Regions from separate parts of the Zea mays genome. Here region 1 is linked to region 2. A link is a contact called in public Hi-C data. All regions are on one chromosome and are shown on one strand. The core of a region is the stretch at or near the end of the contact, and the rest is flanking DNA. Distances in the headings are between cores, read along the strand shown. Region 1 holds the start of LOC103633469 (DEAD-box ATP-dependent RNA helicase 36). Region 2 holds the start of LOC103633466 (probable glucomannan 4-beta-mannosyltransferase 7).

What was found. A called contact is a pair of places that touch in the nucleus more often than the background predicts.
Region 1: a contact with region 2 is called in a Hi-C map of bundle sheath, with 2.2 times the contacts expected there. The contact joins the promoter of LOC103633469 here to the promoter of LOC103633466 in region 2. A contact is called at or near these places in 2 of 25 Hi-C or Micro-C datasets (bundle sheath and tassel).

Annotation. Positions count from the first base shown.
Region 1 is chr7:177,044,621-177,047,436 of Zm-B73-REFERENCE-NAM-5.0, forward strand. It overlaps LOC103633469 (DEAD-box ATP-dependent RNA helicase 36), which reads right to left and starts at 1,492. Exons shown (of 6, transcript XM_008655161.3): 1 at 473-1,492. The coding sequence starts at 1,123.
Region 2 is chr7:176,762,904-176,765,603 of Zm-B73-REFERENCE-NAM-5.0, forward strand. It overlaps LOC103633466 (probable glucomannan 4-beta-mannosyltransferase 7), which reads left to right and starts at 1,373. Exons shown (of 10, transcript XM_008655159.4): 1 at 1,373-1,663; 2 at 1,810-2,150; 3 at 2,316-2,414. The coding sequence starts at 1,555.

The sequences.
Region 1 (2,816 bases), core at 242-2,741, 280 kb after region 2:
TTAAGTGTTAGTACAATAAAAACATAGATCACTCAAAGGGATGTCCCTGTCTGGCACTAACAATCAACAATAAACCACATAACCTCAAGAAAAAAGGGACCAAAGACTGAATTGGCATCTACCTACCATAAACAATAGCATGCATAATTTGCTGACCACAAAACAAATAAAACAGGATGCCTTACTTCTATACAGGCAGACAAAGGTCTGTGACCAACTGACCATTACATTTCAATAGAACATGTCAACTACATTTTCTACTTCCAAAATTCACAAGGAATATAAGTGAATAAAGAAGTGTATGTTCCGTATGGAGTATAACATAGATTACAATAGTAATATGCCCTTATCAATGGAGAGAAAAACACGACAGTCATCAACATACATTTTGAGCAAAGAGAAGGGAAGTGATAAAGGCATCCACAGCAACAATAATGTATGTGTTGATGCTAAAAGGAAACCGCATGCCTACCTTTGTGCGGGAGAATACTTTGGCGAGGTCAGGATCGTTTTTGACGAGCGTCGCAATGCGTCCTGGGGTGGCGACGACGACGTGGGGGCGGCGCGAGAGCCCTTTGGCCTGCGCGAGCGAGTCGAATCCTCCGATGGCCGCGAGGCACCTGAGGCCGAGCGGCGCCCCGAGCGCGCGGAACTGCTCGGCGAGCTGCGCCGCGAGCTCGCGCGTGGGGGCGAGCGCGAGCGCGGCCACGCCATAGGGGTCCTCCCCGAGGCGGTGCAGGATGGGCAGCGCGAACGCGGCCGTCTTGCCGCTCCCCGTCTCGGCGATCCCGAGCACGTCCGCCCCCGCGAGCGCGCGCGGAATGCACCGGCGCTGCACCGCCGTGGGGCGCCGCATGCCCAGGGCTTCGCACGCATCCACCAGCCACTGCGATAGGCCAAGGTCCGCGAAGGTCGCCGGCGCCGTGCCGGCAGCGTCCGCCGCGTCGTCGGCCTGGCCGGTCTCGGTCACGATTGTGGGAGCAGGGTCGAGGTAGGCTTCGGCGGCGGCGGGGTCACGGCTTGGGGGTTCCGGCTCCGGCTGGGGCTGGACCTCGGGCTTGAGCTTGGGCTTGGCCCTCTTGGAGAAGAGGCGGAAATGTTGTGCCTCGCCGTCGACCTCCATGCCGTGGCGGGCTGTGCCAACTATATTCCTAAATTCCTACGATTCAGTTAACACCCAGCTAGCCGTAGCAGCAGTCAACGGTGACCGAGCGACGGAAGTGGCGGCGGAGAGCAGAAGCGCTGGAGACGTAGGTGAGGAGCACGAGTAGGTGCGCCACGTAATCGGTGTGAAGGAAGACCAGACGGAGCGGCGAGTGGTTGAGATAGGAAGCGGCCGGCGTTGGAAGGTTCGGGCGGGGGAGATGGCTTGGCTAGGTTTTAGGCCGGCGGCGCGGGGAGATGGCGGTGGCGTGGCGGGGCGGGTTCCAGGATGCGGAGGTTTGGAGAGGCAAGCCGAGACGGGCTGCTGCGTGCTGCCTAGCTATGCTTAAGCTTGGGCCTGAGGGAGTTGCGCAGCCCACGTATCTAGAAGAAGCCTGCTAGCCCAGGAAGCCGCGACCGACCGCGTGGCAAGTCCGACTCTTTAGGCCTTGTTTGTTGTTTGGATAAAGAGGGATTGAAGTAGATTGAAAGGGAAATTAGTTCATATTACACTTCAATACACCTTATACCACCTCAATCCACTCCAATCTAAGATTACCCAAACAAGCCCTTAGGTGTGTTTGATTACATTTTAATATCGTAAATTTGTTTTATACTGCGTTTGGATGCTGGTATTGAGGCCCAGATTTTGGAATTGGAATTGGTAAAGCCGAATTTCAGCGTTTGGATGCTCACGGAATTCAGAACTGGAAATCCATCCCAATTCCCCTGGTATTCAACTACACCTGCACCCCCTCCCCTTCAATACCAAGCCCCCCACCTCGGTATTGCTCAGAATTCAATTACACCCGCATTCAAACAACAACATTGGTATTGCATATCAATTCCATTTCCCTCAGATTTGGTATTCTTAGATCAATTCAATTCCACCACGTGAATGCCTACATCCAAACGAAGCATAAGGGGATTTCAGTTTCCAAACTAGCCCTTAAGGCTACTTCGAGAACCTCGAATCCCCTTCGGGATTGAGATAGAAATGAACTAATTTTCTCTTTAATCCTGAAAAAATTTTGAGTTCTCAGTGCTAGTTTGGGAGCTAAAATACTGGAGGAGGTCGAGGGGCTAAAATCTTTTTCTTATTCAAAATTGAATAAAGAGATTTTAGTATCTTCAATCCCCTCCGATTTGCTCCGAAACTAGCCCCCAGTCACTTTTAAACCCTTTTGATGACTAGAAAACTATATTTTACTCGTCGCTTTTAGTCATCTGGTTCGCTTTCTTTAGAGATTAAAAGTGACTATTTATTTACTTTCTTTAGAGATTAAAAGTAACTAAACTTTAGTCACGCCAAACTAAACAAACTAAACGAGGTAGATAAGACTATAAAGAAAGGATACAGGTAATTAGTTCTTGTTAAAAGACACACGGAAATGCTGGCTTCCCAGCGTTTCACGGGACCTTCTCCTCTCGCGCAGCGACGCGTGCCGCGCTGCCCATGCTCGCGTCCGCAACAACAGTCAACAGAGGACTCGCTCGCGTCCATAGATTGACAGACGACTCTCGCGTCCGTGGCGCGCTTCCCGAGCTCCGCGCTGCGGCCTCCGTGCGCTGCGGTGAGCGTGGCGGTCGTCGATGGAGGGGACGGCTCCGTCCGCTCGTCAGCACGACCAGCAGGACAACAGCCAGGACACCAGGCGCGGTTCTCGAGGCGC
Region 2 (2,700 bases), core at 123-2,622:
ATAACGAGGCTGCTACGTCAAAAGTAGAAATGCTAGGTACACACATAAGGTCATAGGGACATCAACCCCCAGAATTAACAATACCCTGCTGGAGAACTACGAGGCTGTGTTTGGTTATTTTACATGTGGTTGTGGCGTGTCATAATAATTTTCTACCATTGTATCATATATGTTATAGACTTATTTTTTTCGCCAAATTTTATCATATGTGCAGCTTCGATTTTGATTGCCATACTTTTTATGATATCTCCTATTTGTTTAGTACTCTAATGTAGCAATGTTAGCAGCGAATCAAACATGTCATGTTTTTGTTCATGTATGTACTAATTTACTCTTATACTCGTATGTTGCAACAACAAATAGTTCAGCAATAGCACATGTGAGGTGACAACACATAATGCTCCCAGTTTTGTGAATGACCTATAGTCCATAAGTTGGAACTTAAGCCATCAAAATATAATTTAAATCAATCATACGATGTTCTTTGTTTGAATGGGAGCGTTTATGCTACACACGCTTCTAAAAGATTAGACAAAGTGCCCTTTATCTTTCAATATTACGAATTTGTAATCTATTCTAGACTCGAGGTTGCGGTAGAACATCCAAACTCAAAGCAGGTAGGGTCTTTTCATATAGTTGGACCGACTCATGAGAAACTTAATGTTTTTTTACTAATTAACAAGAAAACATATATACCTAAATTCGAGTTGAAGAGAACTCTAACATGAATGAATGAGTGCTTGACGAATGACTCCTAGCCTCGTTTACTCATATACCCTTCATGTGAGATTCTACTATGCTTCACATCATCACATAAGATTCTTGTTAACTATTAAACATATCACATTGTCTCTCTCCCTATTAATCTTAAATTTCCTACATCTGAGATTCCAATATGCTTCAGATAAGATTATTGCTAAGTTTTCAACGTATTATATAATTATAATGACTCTCTCCCTCTTAATCTTAAATGTCCTATGTGGCTATGCTAAAGCACAACAACGCCACCAAGAAAGTTGATATCACACAACAAACAATTAAATCTTAAGAGCAAGGTTAATAATATAGCCCACAACGAGCTTTATGATGTCACCATTTCATATATAGCCAACTAAAAATCTAAGCCATATAACAACTCTTCTATGATATAAGCTGTACATTTAATATTTAGCTCACTCTTTTTATCACAAACTATCATGGAGTTCATGAGTAACCTACTTTAGCTGACTGATGATGCAGTGTGCTTTCATTATTTTCTTTCTCTCACGTAACCACAAATTTGATGTGACATCTCTTGCAATCCACCTACGTCATATTATTATAATTGCTCTAATATTAAACACATACACGCCACCATCAATAATCTATATATGCAATAAACCATATATATGTTGTTGAAACAAAAAAAAGGGAAAGGAGTGCAAGAATGGCGTGGACTTAAGAAAAGCACCAGTGGCATCGAGCGCATCGCGCACTCGTGCTCGGGCTCGGCTCCGTCCGCGACTCCGCCCCACCCCTTTCCGTCAGCGGCCGCAACCACCACACCACCACCCAATGGAGGCCGGGGAAATCGGCGGGGCCCTTGTCTTCATCCTCGCCGCCGCCGCCGCCGTCGCGGCCGCCGTGTCCGTCGGCGCGGTCGACTTCAGCCGCCCGCTCACCGGTACACGCATTCGATGCTCCCATCCGTCATATTTCTCTCTCCCCCACCCCTCTCGCTCGGACGGCCGCGCTACAGCGCACGTGATTTGACCTGCCCTGCGCGGCTGCGCCCGCCGCCCGCTGGTTTTGTCCTGCTTCGTTCCGCAGCGGGGGCGCCGTTCGACTTCCAGGCGGCGGTGTCCTGGCTCATCGGCATCCTCGACGGCACGTCCTCGGCAGCGGCGGACGTGGACGGGGCGTGGGTGGCGGTGCGGGCCGGGGTGATCGCGCCGGTGCTGCAGGTGGCGGTGTGGGCGTGCATGGTGATGTCGGTGATGCTGGTGGTGGAGGCCGTGTACAACAGCGTCATCAGCCTCGGCGTCAAGGCCATTGGGTGGAGGCCTGAGTGGAGGTTCAAGTGGAAGCCCCTCGACAGCGCCGACGAGGAGAAGGGGACCGCCCACTTCCCTATGGTCCTGGTTCAGATACCCATGTACAACGAGCTGGAGGTGAGAACAGACCACCACAAAAAAAAGTCATTAAAATCGTATCGGAATATGTTAACTATCCATCCATTGATTATTTGATGAATTGTCCTTCCTCCTGTTGCTTTGTGAGATTAAAAATATTATTTTGATGCGGTGCGATTTTCCATGTGTGGTATGGGCTCTTAGGTGTACAAGCTGTCAATAGCGGCAGCATGTGAGCTGCAGTGGCCAAAGGACAGGATAGTAATTCAAGTGTTGGACGATTCTACTGACCCCTTTATCAAGGTAACCTGCCTCTCCTAGTTCCTCGTTTCATGGTTGGGGATGAATATGATTTCTACAGAACTCTTTGTTTGGTGGAGAAACTATTAATTTTGGTGCTGTTAGATCCTATCAGAACAAGTGAAACATCAAACTGGTTTGTTATAGCAGACGAATCCTCAAACTCACTACCAGCAGCATGATAAAGTTTTGACATGAGACTAACTGCAATAGCCTATTAGGAGCATGCTAAACATTTGGGGCGGTTGGGTGCAGAGAGAATATTTCCATTGTGAAGTGCGTAGCTAGC